Regions from separate parts of the Zea mays genome. Here all the other regions are linked to region 1. The links are chromatin contacts, called in public Hi-C maps. All regions are on one chromosome and are shown on one strand. The core of a region is the stretch at or near the end of the contact, and the rest is flanking DNA. Distances in the headings are between cores, read along the strand shown. Region 1 holds the start of LOC100282513 (40S ribosomal protein S29-like). Region 2 holds the start of LOC100275072. Region 3 holds the start of LOC100275221. Region 4 has its middle 27 kb from the start of LOC103629153.

Region 1 (3,163 bases), core at 316-2,815:
GTTACCATATAGGTGAACTGCTGAAGACGGTCTTAGTGACACAAAGTGCATTCTCATGAATAGAGCAAGTAATGCAGATTCCCTCGCTGAAAGCATTGCAAGAGAAGAATATGAACCCTCTTCAGCAACCTCTTGACAGGTTTATTGGTTCTCAATCAAGACTTAGTTATTAATATCAACTCAAACTGACCATTAGTGAGCAAGGCAATTAATCAGCAGAAGGATAACCTAAAGCAAAGTCGCCATCACCAATCCCTTAGGTTATCTCCAGCAACTTACCCATCCCCATATCCATACTCCGCTCTGCGAACAGTGCAGTCTATGGTGCAAAGCAGTGTTTTTTGGGTTACCATATAGGTGAACTGCTGAAAACGGTCTTAGTGACACAAAGTGCATTCCCATGAATGGAGCAAGTAATGCAGATTCTCTCACTGAAAGCATTGCAAGAGCTATGCAGAGGCTAAGCTATCCTGCTATCAATCTTGCAATTCGCAGAGCAATGCAATGAACACCAGTCCGAGCAGTGCACAGTTAATGGCTCGCCCCAGGTAGATCAACATCCAATCCCAGTGAATCACTGATCAACCCAATCGTGAAGACCTAAATTACCTAATGATTTTTATGAACATAACTGAACTACAATTTGTATCAGTTGATAACATAATACTTTTGGTTGAACCAAAGAAACAATCGATAGATTCTGAACATGCAATTGTGTGGCCACAACATTTTCAGTGACAATCCACAATCAGTAATCACCTTGTCAGCAACTAAAAAAACTTTGTTCTTCTACATGTTAAACTGATCATCTCAGTGTTGTTCCGGAAAATTGAACTGCGGGGAATTCCAAAGAATCTACAGAGAATTCGAGCAGGAAGGAGGTGCCCCGAACCTGGAGCACGGAGAGTCGGGCGGAGGCACGCGAGCAAGGTCATCAGCAATTCAGCACCAGCGGGCGGCATGGTGCCGAGGTGCGGGCAGCTGGTCCGCGCCTCTACCCACCCCGCCGCCGCGCCGTAAAGGTCACCCAAATCCAGTTTTCCGTCGGCCACCTCGACCCCGTCCTCATGTTGTTGGCTCCTTGGCTCCTCCCGTCGGCGCCGTCCTCCTCCCTCTCCTTCCCCTGGCAGAAACGCACGGACGCGACCGAGCGGATGTTAAAGAGAGAGAAAAAAGCAGCTACAACCTGGAGTGTGAGGTGTGCAGCGCTACGCGGAACGTTCGCACCATTTGGGACCACAACGTACCCTCACCGGCGACGGAGGACATCGTCGGAGACGAGGTGGAGGCGGTCGAAGGCAACAGCCAACAGGAGACGAATCAGAATCAACCAACGGAGCCGTCGAGCCTGGGGAGTGGGGAGAGACTTGGACTAAACCGCAGACACATATGGCCCATGTGGCCCAGAAGGTTCATTTCAGCCCAATTACAGGACTATGGAACTACGGGCCATTTGGCCCAATCGGGTCTGCTCCTGGCTTAGGGTTTCGCTCGCTGCGTCAGCTATATATTCCGCTTCTCCCAACGGCGCCGCTACTCAGTGCTCACCGAACTCCATCTATCTCTTCCCCACGAACGCTTGCGGCGGCGGCGGAATTAGGAGGCGATGGGGCACTCCAACGTCTGGAACTCGCACCCCAAGAACTACGGGCCCGGATCCCGCGTCTGGTACGTGTGTTCCATTTACCGGCACATATTTTTTTTGATGCGTTTAATCGAATTTATAGATGTAGGAGTTTCTTTTTATTTTTTGCTCTGTGTGGATTTAGGTTCCTCCGTCGATCGGTGATAGTTATGGACTAGATTTTGGATCGATGTGATTCGAGTTTGTGTAGTGTATTCGAGGGTTCCTTAGTTACGTTAATTGATTATTGCGGTTTACTATAGCCAATTTTATGGATCGTTTGCCCAGGTTACAGACAGTTTGATTCTGGACTTGTCTGTGTTCATTGTTGTCATGTATGGCACACAAGTATAAGTTCCAACAATTCAGCTAAGCACTATTATTTAGTCTGCAGTGGTATGCTCCTTATTGTGGCGTTGTACTTAGCGGAACTTGTTCACTTTGACAGCCGTGTCTGTGCGAACCCTCATGGACTGATCAGGAAGTACGGGCTGATGTGCTGCAGGCAGTGCTTCCGCAGCAATGCCAAGGACATTGGCTTCATCAAGGTATGCAATATAAGCTTCAAACTCCTGTGTGAATGATGCTTAGCATCATTAATGCTTTATGATTTTGTATTGGATATTTAGTCTGAAAAGTTGCTATCAAAAAACACGACAAGAAAAAAGTGAAAGACCGATAAATCCATTAGTTAATATTTGTGAAATAGCTCCATTTAGACACTATTCTGCTTTTAGTTAGCCTCCATCGTAAACATGGAAAAGGCTCCAAGATTCTATGATGTAAAGTGTCTGATACTTATCTGTTGTTTTATCATCTTTAATTCTTTAATGAATTAGTTACTGCCAGCTTTTAGGCGACATCTTGCAGTTTAGGGCATTCCTATGTATTTAGACTGTTTCTTTGGCACTTTGTTCCCTTTCTTGCAAGTGCAGCTGTGGTATTTTGTTGAAACATGCCCTACACTTTGCTGGTAGTCTTTTTTTATTCAAAGAATGAATTGTGGTTACATGTTTTTCATGTTGACATGAAAACATTAATGTATGGCTATGGCACATAAAGTGCCTACAATTATTTTGCTGCCCATGGCAATATTTTTGAAATTTCTCCAATTTGGTTGACTTACTATTGCTCTTTAACCAATGCAATGCCTATATTTTTGTTGCAGTACCGCTGAAATCAGGTGGGAATGGACCATGTGGTAGAGGCGAGGCTGTAGTTTTATTTCCAGTAATTTAGATGTTTTGTTCAGAAGTCTGCTAGTAAAGACTGCTACGTTTATGATGAAGAACTTAGCCATGTTGGTCATATTGATCATGAGTTACCTATGTTGAGCTTAAACTATCTTGTGTCCAACCATCGCTGGGTAGTATGATTACTGTAATGTAGGGTGGTTAAGGTCGCAAACTAATACTTATATTGCATGTGTCGAAGATCCATTCCAATTGTACTTCTAGCGCACTATTTGTGAAATGTTGCTGGGCCTGTACGGCATTGACATTAGGTATCACACCAAAGGATTAATCTGTTCCATTGAAC
Region 2 (3,163 bases), core at 314-2,813, 420 kb before region 1:
TAAACTTGAGTACTTGGCCTTGCCCAAAATAAATGAAACCCTAGCTATATAATCTCTTTCTACTATAGAATTCCACATACAGCCAGGCATAGTCCATAGATTATCGTACCCCTGCTCATCCTGATCCTAACACCATCCAATCAATTAGGGGTGAGCATTCGGGTTACTCGAAAGTTTCAGGTCGGGGTAATTCGAGTAATTTAAAATTCAGGTTTTGAGAATATGTACCCGAAATTACAGTGGATTTTATATTACCCAAAAAATCAGGTACCCGGAGTTTTGGGTTTGAGTATTCCCGAACTACCTGAAATATTGTGTCAGCTTCATAAAACATATACACCCTATTGAATTAGTACAAAACACAGTTTGAATAATGATATACATGCATGTAAAAACACAAACAATCTACAATTACAAGTTTACAAGTTCATACACATTTACACATAATTATATATGCACAATTTGATAATTAACAATGACATGAGTACATAACACATGAAAGTCTGCGTAATTCGGGTACCCGATTGTAATATCCGAATTACTTGAAATAAGTTTGAGTTTTACAAATTACCATTCACAATTCTTGAACAAAATTCGGGTTTTGAGTAATTTGGGTTTGGGTATTCCGGTTTTGGGTTTCGGTTATGGTTTTTTTCCCAGCACTATAATCAATTGTGTAAGTATAGTTTCCAAGCAGATTTTATAGTTGTTTCTTGTGCAACTATGTAATTAGATAATATTTCTAAAGACCTAAGCACAATCCTAGCCATGCAATTTGATTTTTGCAGCCTCATGTATCTATAATGTTAGAAATCAAATGGCGCGATGCTTAATTATGGCACACGACTTATTTAAGTTTGATGTTTCATAACTCATATTTTTTATAGTTCATTATATTTGTTCAATGGTGCTTACCGTATATATCTATATGTTGAATCTTTTTGGGTACGGGGTAACCCGACAGGTGACTCTGGGGTAAATCCATACCCACAAGTCAATATAAGTGATCCGATGAGGTTATCTTTTTGTAGTGGGTATGAGTATGAGATAGTAATACTATGTGGGTATTTATTTACTCATTGACATCTCTACTAACAGTAGATAACGTTCCTAGGTAACAATTCGGACTTTGGAATCGATAAGGTCTTGTTCTGTTATTCCCAATCCATGTGGATTGGAGTGGATTGGGTGGCATTGAGTCTGATTTTAACTTACTATAGATTTAAACCAACTAAATCCCGTCAATCCACATGGATAAGCATCAAAACGAATAAGTCCTTAGGCCTTGTTCGGTTATTATAATTCTATATAAATTAAAGTGGTTTAAAATAAATTAAAATAAATTTTAATTTGCTATGAATTTAAACCGACTTAATATCATTCAATTTATATGGATTAAATATCCAATTCATATGGATTAAATGAACGAGAGCTGAAAAACTGTCAAGTATTACTCACCGAGGGCCCAAAAGTTTATCCCGCTAGTCGGACGCTGGTTTAGCTATAGGGGCCTTTCCGTTTGTAGTTGCGCTAGAAAGGTGAACCTAGCCCAAAGCAACGGCAAAGCCCGTCAGCCGGTGTGTAGACCCAATACGGCCCGGCCGATTTGTCGCTGACGTCACCTCATCTTCACCACCGGAGTCCGGAGTAATGCGCAGGCCACAGGGTCGGGTTCGCTTTTTCTTGGCTTCTTCTCTCGTCCATCCACAGGGGGAAGGAGCAGGAGGGAGGGAGCCATGGTTGTCAGCACATTCACTGGCCCCGGGATTGGGATCGGTGAGTGAACCAAAGGCCCCATCATTTCAGGCGCCAAGATCAGACCTTGACGTTGCTCTCTCTGATTCTCGCTCCTTATTTGGTTTGCTGAATTCATTTTTTTTTCTGTTTGATCCGGTGCAGGGTTCGGTGTCGGCTGCGGGTTCGGCGTCGGGTGGGGGTTCGGAGGTGAGAGCATGCTCATTTTCGCGTGATTAATTTGTTTCTTTTTGGTGTAGGCGTGTATTAGAAATCTTAACTTGTCAAATTGAACTAGCGAGATCCTTTTTTGGATTCTGTGTTGTTGATTTCGTGTTGGCTGTATTTGGCGGTAAAATGGCTATCAAATTATTTACAGGACAAGCATGCGGTTGCAGTTCAGTCCCAAGTTGTTTCCCTTTCCCATGCGATTCTTTCCAAGTTGCTTAATATCTGTTTACTGCTAAATAGGGACTAGGGACCAACATTGTGTATATGGATTGGTTCCTATCACATTACCAACATGATCATAGTAAAGTATACTTTTATGAAGCTACTTAGTAATATGCAACAAATGTTTAAAATGATTCGTTTTAGATAACCCAAAATGTCACTTATTTGTGATTGGGGGGAGTAATATTCAATGAAAATGTGTATTCATGATCAAGAAATGACATGCTTTTGGTTTGCTTTTCTACCCAGGAATGCCTCTTAACACGTTCGGCTTGGGTATTGGTACTACTTCTAAGCCTATATTCACTTACATTTCCTTGCTAGTAGATTTCTAAAATCCATCTTGTTAAAAATAGGTGGGGGCTGCGGAGTTGGTCTTGGACTAGGATGGGGCTTTGGAAATGCTTTTGGTTGTCAGTATCGATCTTCAAGAGTCCAGTTCCAGGGCATTGAATTTCAGAAGAAGGCTGGAGGAGATGAATCACAAAAAGTTGTTTCACCCGAGCTTGCTGAAAAGTCTCATCCTTATGGCTAGTATTCCTGCTACCACAAAATCCACAGAGACTGAGTTCTGTGTGCTGAGTTGCAGTTTAATTACATACATGTGAGTTCTTTGTTAGTAATGTTATGCTACACTTATGGTCATTTCTGTTGTAACCAGAAGTTGTTAATGGATGGAATTTTCAATTAGGAAGAAATGACGCTAATATTTGCCCTACATGCTATTCATTTACTTTTCATGGTTGAAGGCCCGTCACTATCATTTATTGCTGTGCTTTATGTTGTAAAGCTACCATATCTTGACTTGGTCTGAAATTTGAAATGGCAGAAAATTATTGAAAATAAGTTTTCTGAAACCATCAGTATTATGATCTTTCATGTTTGCTTCTCCTGTAACAGTATGAGAACTAAAGCTTTGATTAGTTTCTTTTCTCAGGACAAGCTTAAAAACAAAACAAAATAACTGCTGCTATAA
Region 3 (3,163 bases), core at 423-2,922, 360 kb before region 1:
CTGCTCTCATTCTGGAACCTTAGGTTTGTTACATCGGACTTGGGCGCGAACCCCTGCCCTGGCTCTGACTCTGCAGATGTCGATGACGACATTGTTGCTTCGGAGTCTGAGTTGGATGGCTTCTCCTCCTCCCCCCTCCTTCCAGCCCCAGTTGCCAGTGTCAGCTCCAGGCTGAAGTCTTCGGCCAGCTTGGCCTCCGTCTTGCCTGAGCTACCACACCACTGTCGGTGCTCGAGTTTTTCTGTCGGTTTGGTTTGCCTTTCAGCAGCTTCGTTTCCGTAGCTGTTTGTCTTGGCAATCTGCATCTGCATCATCAGCTGCTTCTGAACCTGGTACACGCGGTGCAGCTCGTGAACCTGGAGAAGTGACCATTGAACAGTTTTTTTTCAGCATTACGAAGTCTATGGATACTACTCTACTTCGTGAGCCGGCAGTTCCGGCGAGACATGGTTTACCTGCTGTCTGAATGTCTGTTCTTGCCTCAGCATGGCCATCTTGATGTGTTCCTTCTCCATCTTGATCTCTGCCCGCGCCACCACACAAGTATCAGTTCGATGGCCTGGACTGTGTGTCTGCAACAAGTAGAAACGGATGTGAGATGCTAGCACATTTGCCTGCGATGGTAACAGTTTCTAGCGGTCAACTGAATAAGTTACTGAATTTTTCTATTCATCTTTGATTTGAAGAGCTCTTCCCTGTCGGATAGGGGATGGCGCATTTAATTTATTGTAGTAATAAGTTGAATGATGAGTATCCAAAGATATCATAATAAATGTGGTGCTACATTGTTGTAGTTATATGCAATCTAAACATCAAATGAGAATTTGTCCTATGTGCTTGTACACCTGCAATTGAGTTATATGCTTGTCCATAGGTTTGGCAGTCTGCACTTTCACGTTGTCCTCCACTGACATATATGTGCTGTTTGGTTAGGAGTACGTGAATGGATACCACCGTGATCTTAATGGAAAAAAAAAGTAACAGATACAGATCTGTAGCAACGTAAAATAATATAACTGTCTTTGCGCTGTAATTGGATCCCGGACGACCACAATGGTACAGAAGCAGAAATTTCTCTCCACATATTTATGCAAAAAAAAAATACACGCTTATAGTGTACTAACGTCTAAAAATTCTCGCAGGTAGAATTCTGGAAGGAACCAGGGGAAGATGATATCTGTATCATAATTCTGCTTCATTATGTTTCCAAACAAAAGTATGCCTTCGTGTCTTAACTGATCCTGAAGGGAACTCCGAAAAGCTGATTTCTTTCTTTACAACACTAGATTTTTGGAGCAGCTGCTCCTTGACCATGAATGAAATTACAAAAGCACGACGACCAGGCAAGAACATGACGACGACATGCATGCAAGCTTTCAGAATGGTCCATGAAGGCCGGGCAGGCCCAAGGGCGGTTCTTGGAAGCGACAAGGATCAAGAGCGAGATAAAACGACGCAAGGGGGCCTTGAGCTCACCTCCGCTGAAGTGCTGATTCCTCTGACGAAGCTGTTGGGCACCTCTCACAGGAGGGGAGGGGGGGGGGGGGTGGGGGGGGGGGGGGGGGGGAAGAAGAAGATCTCCTGGTAGTGGTAGCTACTGCTAGGCCAAAGGAACGGATTTTGGCCCTGCTGAGAAGCAACAGCCAGCAGGATTTGCATGTGTATCAAATCTGGTGAGGCAGGAGGGGGTGGAGGAGGGGATTTAAGATTCTCCCCTGTCATTTGTTTTACTGTCATGGTGGACCCCTCCCTGTGGGCATGCCAAACAAATCCATGTCATTTAGGCCAATGGAGTTCATATGTGATAAAGGCTCCCAAGATGCTCCTATGTAGTGCCAAGAAAAGGATAGGGCCAAGATAAGAAGCCCCAGCTATTATATTCTTCGTTCTTGCAGCACCGAAATTCTTATGTGCCCCCACTCCAGCTATATATACACATCCTTAGTGGCTTGTTCGGTTAGAAGTGAATTGAAAGGGATTAAATGTCTTGTTAGTCAAAATTGAATAGAAAGAGATTTGATCTCTCTCGATCCCCATGCAACTGGATTCTAATTCTAGCTCTCTGTTTGATTTTGAGCAGTAGTTGTTACCTCTCCCCATGGGTTTGTGTAGGTAGCCATGTCAGTTTTAAATGTTATTGCTGGATCAGCACAAAAAGGAGCACTGAACAGACAGCTAGGCATGCAATGTTTTGGATCTCATGGTCACATGTTCAATGGATTAAGGTTATCATCACCACTTGTCTCAAATAATGCATGCACTTACATTACTGTCATCCAAAGTCAGAGGGCCATCTATCTTAGCAAGGTTAGCATCACATGATTGAGATAGCATGAATAAAGTAAGCACGAGGCCTTGCCGTTTTTACCATAACGTATATCTTTTTATTACAGCGGTCAGTGGATCTGTAGCTCTGATCTGTACCGGCAAAACCTAGATCCAGCAGTCAATCCTGACCAGATTCAGAATTGAAGTTGGATCATGTGTTGGCTTCATATGCAGGCCTTTCTCTAGATTGTGCAATGTGATTGGATGGCGAGTTATGTGGAGCGGTTGGTAACAGTAACATGTGTTGGCCTGGTCCCCGCCACACCCTCCCTCAGATTTCTGCGACGCAAGCAACAAACTGCTCATTCTCACTGGGGATTTGGAGTTATTCCAGGGATTGCGACAAGTCAGGGCCTGAAAAATTCTGGCCTGTATGATTAGTTCCAGACCATGGTGTCAGCCCTGTCATTTTCCTTCTCATTGCCATTTCATGCAGGTCTCTGTCACCTCTCTCCCCAGGGATTAGCTAGCTGGATGTGTCTTGTACACTACTTCACCTTTGGTTAACAGGACGTGTCGTTCTGTTTGATACTTTGGTTGTTCACAACCACAATATGATTCTGTTTGTCTTTATCATTTTTTCGTTTTTTTTTGCGAAGATAGTTGTCTGTATTATTTGCAGCACTGTTCTTTGTTTTTTTATTAGTTGTTATTACTTGGTACAACGTCCATATGCATGTGGTTAATATACATAGTTGTATTTTTTACCCAGCGCTGAGCACCAAATTTGACACCTGGATGGCCAGATGGTCTGGCCATGTAGCCCGAACAGCCTGCGCCCCGGATGGTCCGCGATTACAATAATTCAGGCTGGAATCTTTATCCCGCGAGTGAT
Region 4 (3,163 bases), core at 304-2,803, 290 kb before region 1:
CCCTGCCGCCCCCGGCCCCGGCCGCCACCACCGCCGCCCCCAACTCCAGTAATGTTTGCCCTTATGAAATTTTCTACAAGTTTTGTATATAAACTTTCTACAAGTTTTGTATAGAGCAGTTTAGAAAGGGAGACTATAATGAAATCAAAAGTTTTATTCTATGATTAATGTTTTTACCCATAAGATAGTATAAGTTATGTTCTCTAAATTTGTTATAGTGGTAAAATATAGTGGTAAGAATTCTTTGGATCGGAATGATTACCATTACTGTGAATAAAATCATATAATGTGATGGTGGATATGTTTTGTAATACTCAAGTTGTAAAGAGAAAGAAAGGATATATTTTCCTTATATGATTTGCCTCTATTTATTTGAACATGTGAATAACCACACCTAAAAGTGAACAATTAACAAATGAGACATGAACAACTTGTGCATCATGTTGGAGTTATTTAGTTGTGTATTTAATGATAATATTGACCATAGAGACAGAAATAAATTAATGTCCAAATTGGAGATTAATACCTAATTTGAATATTTAGGAATGGGGAATAATAAAGAAAGAGAAGAAAATGCCACATAACATAAAGGAAATAAATACATAAATAAATATATTCTGTTCATCACTAGATTTGAATTTGTACATTTCATATATGTGCATGTTCACAAAAAAAATTCAAATTCAAAATTTGAAATCTAAAATGAGAAAGGAAAATAAAAAGGAAAAGAAAAGGAAAACCCTAACATGTCGCATGGGCCAACACCCCCGAAATCAGCCCACTTGGCCCATCCCCGCGCGTGCTGGGATCCCGCGGGCTGCTGAGTTCTCCCTCGGTGTCAGGTGGGGTCTGGCCGTAAGTCTATTTGCGCGCGCCTGTATGTAGGCCCGGTTTGTCGGTTTCCCGCCCGCCTGTGTTTCCTTGGTCCCAATGACGGGTGGCCCCCCTCCACTGTACTTCTTCCCCGCGCGCAACCATCGTTGCAATTTCCCCAGGACCGACCAGTTAGCCATCCACCTTCCGGACTCCTCGGCCACCACTCATGTCCATATTTAGCGCCCCTGGGACCCGTCCGCACCATCCTGAACCTTGGAAACCCTGGCCACGTCGCAAACCAGAGAGGGAGAGGAAGTGTGGTGCCGCTGCGGAGGAACTTTTCACCGAGCCGCCATCCGCGCCGTGTGTGGAGTCCGGAGCCATCTACAGACCGAGGGGAAAGGCCTCCACAACATAGTCGGCGGGATTGGCCCCTACATCACCGGGAATTCCTCACTGAAGTCTTGGTTGGCGCTCAAGCCGCACCACATCGTCGCCAGGAGACTCGACGCCATAACCGTCGGTGAGTATACGTCCTCCGTGTTCGTGCGGTCGTCCTCTTCATTTAGCGCTAGTAGAATCGAAGTATGGTGCTCTGAATCACCGGGCAGGAAGAGTTCGCCGGCACGATTTGACCTCCAGGGCGCCACCACCGCCGGTCGCGGTCAGATGAGGGAGATAGACCGCACACCGTCTGATCCATAGTCGACGGTCGAGATTAGCTATGGGTTACCAATTGGCGGCCAGTGAATCGTGGTTGTTGGTTGGAGATCGTGAGAATCATACTAGATCTGGACACGGGGAAATATGGAGCATAGATTTTGGATCGGACCATCGGCACTGCATAATGATCCGTTTATGTAATCGATCTAATCGGCACCGTTGATTTCTAATCTGACGTCTGGGGTTCCTGGATACCTCTTTGGTCGGTGGCTTTACAAAAGAGTCCCTGGATTTATTGATAAACAACCCGCAGTCCCACACAGATTGAATCTGAGTCTTAAGAATTTTTATGATGTAGCCCATATATTCTTCAGTAATCCTGTGCGCAGTCCAGGGTGTTGTTAAATGAAATATAAAATATAAAAAGGGTTTTTGGTACTAAAACAATTGTAGAAACTTGTTTAATTCCGAGAAAATTCATTTTAACTTCTTTTTAGTCCATTCCAATTTCTATAATTTGGTATTAATATCGTTTACCATTTAGTATCTCTGTTTTAGCATGATACCCATATTAAAATTGATCACTTAGTTAATTTTGTAACAAATACACAAAAACTTCGGAAAATCATAACATAAAATCCGTAACTCCGAATTTAGTGATTCTTGTTCCTACGATATCGTTTCGATGCGTATATTATTATTATGTATTCTGAATTCATGTTTGGTGTGATGTTATTTTCTCCCTTGTACCATGTTTGTTTATATTATGGCGACTAGACGAGCCAGTGGCCGAGGATCGAGGTGTTCAACAGGTAGAAGTTGTTGAGCAGGAGCTCATTGAAGGAAAGTTGTGCCCTTGACCACTTTTATTTACCCAATAATGTTCTATATAATCATTTTATCATGCATAGTCTTAATTTTTATGGGACCCAATAGGTCACCCTAGTCTAGTTATCTTTTCACCTTGTTTACCCCTGAACTTTTGGGTAGTCTTTTTTATTGCTATATATGGTTTTGGGTGTTGAGATAACTATTATACATGACCATTCTTTATTACTGTTTTATTTCTTTTCATGATAATACCACTATGTTAACTGGAACATCGAGCTTAACTTGAGAAACACGTGCCACAACAAGGGTGGAATGGGACACCCTTGGCTGACTAACTAGGAAAGCTAGTGGAGGACTACCTTACCCGAAAGGGCAAGAGCAGTAGGGGAGTAGGCGTGTAGGGAGGTTCTCGAGTTGATTTTGCTGCGATGGCGGTTAGACGGGGGATTCCTCCATTGCTCTTCCTAGAAACTGTAGCAGGTTTACTGAAGCTAGTGGAACTTTGTAAAGGCCTCGTAGTGGATCCCTAGCCATTCACCTCGGTAGTGTCTATGGGTCTAGCTAACCCTGGCTAGATGGGATACATGACTTGTGGGTATAGGGTACAACCTCTGCAGAGTGTAAAACGAGTATACTAGCCGTGCTCGCGGTCATGAGCTGCTCAAGACTCTTGCATGATTAATTTATGGAATTAATTTGAATTTGTCATTTGCATCGCATTGGGATTTATTATTAATTTTGATCTACTATTACTCTGGTTTGGTATCTACTTACATTTAGTAACTTCTAATAAAACTTGACCAACTTATTAAAAGCAATGCTCCGCTTTAACTCTTATTTATTGGTCAACCTT

Evidence for each region. Hi-C and Micro-C count contacts between places; a contact is called where the count stands out from the background.
Region 2: a contact with region 1 is called in a Hi-C map of ear, with 5 times the contacts expected there. The contact joins the promoter of LOC100275072 here to the promoter of LOC100282513 in region 1. A contact is called at or near these places in 5 of 25 Hi-C or Micro-C datasets (ear, leaf, seedling and 1 more).
Region 3: a contact with region 1 is called in a Hi-C map of leaf, with 8 times the contacts expected there. The contact joins the promoter of LOC100275221 here to the promoter of LOC100282513 in region 1. A contact is called at or near these places in 9 of 25 Hi-C or Micro-C datasets (ear, leaf, leaf mesophyll and 3 more) and 2 of 3 datasets of contacts at active chromatin or transcription factors (leaf and seedling).
Region 4: a contact with region 1 is called in a Hi-C map of leaf, with 4 times the contacts expected there. The contact joins the enhancer-like site here to the promoter of LOC100282513 in region 1. A contact is called at or near these places in 3 of 25 Hi-C or Micro-C datasets (ear and leaf).

The regions. Positions count from the first base shown.
Region 1 is chr6:29,946,079-29,949,241 of Zm-B73-REFERENCE-NAM-5.0, reverse strand. It overlaps LOC100282513 (40S ribosomal protein S29-like), which reads left to right and starts at 1,565. Exons shown (of 3, transcript NM_001159462.2): 1 at 1,565-1,668; 2 at 2,073-2,172; 3 at 2,793-3,017. The coding sequence starts at 1,607. The coding sequence ends at 2,801. LOC103630926 (a long non-coding RNA gene) reads right to left here and starts at 1,356. Exons shown (of 4, transcript XR_002262999.2): 1 at 1,248-1,356; 2 at 893-1,123.
Region 2 is chr6:30,368,954-30,372,116 of Zm-B73-REFERENCE-NAM-5.0, reverse strand. It overlaps LOC100275072, which reads left to right and starts at 1,563. Exons shown (of 4, transcript NM_001149261.1): 1 at 1,563-1,776; 2 at 1,900-1,944; 3 at 2,437-2,469; 4 at 2,544-2,885. The coding sequence starts at 1,737. The coding sequence ends at 2,722.
Region 3 is chr6:30,310,135-30,313,297 of Zm-B73-REFERENCE-NAM-5.0, reverse strand. LOC100275221 reads right to left here and starts at 1,672. Exons shown (of 3, transcript NM_001149360.2): 1 at 1,477-1,672; 2 at 456-572; 3 at 1-356. The coding sequence starts at 515.
Region 4 is chr6:30,231,966-30,235,128 of Zm-B73-REFERENCE-NAM-5.0, reverse strand. No RefSeq gene overlaps it. Among protein-coding and RNA genes, the nearest start is that of LOC103629153, 27 kb to the right of the region's middle. Within about 2 kb of position 1,553, at least 17 of the 20 cell types and tissues checked have an H3K27ac peak or open chromatin away from gene starts, as enhancers often do. A contact at or near this core is called in ear and leaf, where this site is marked.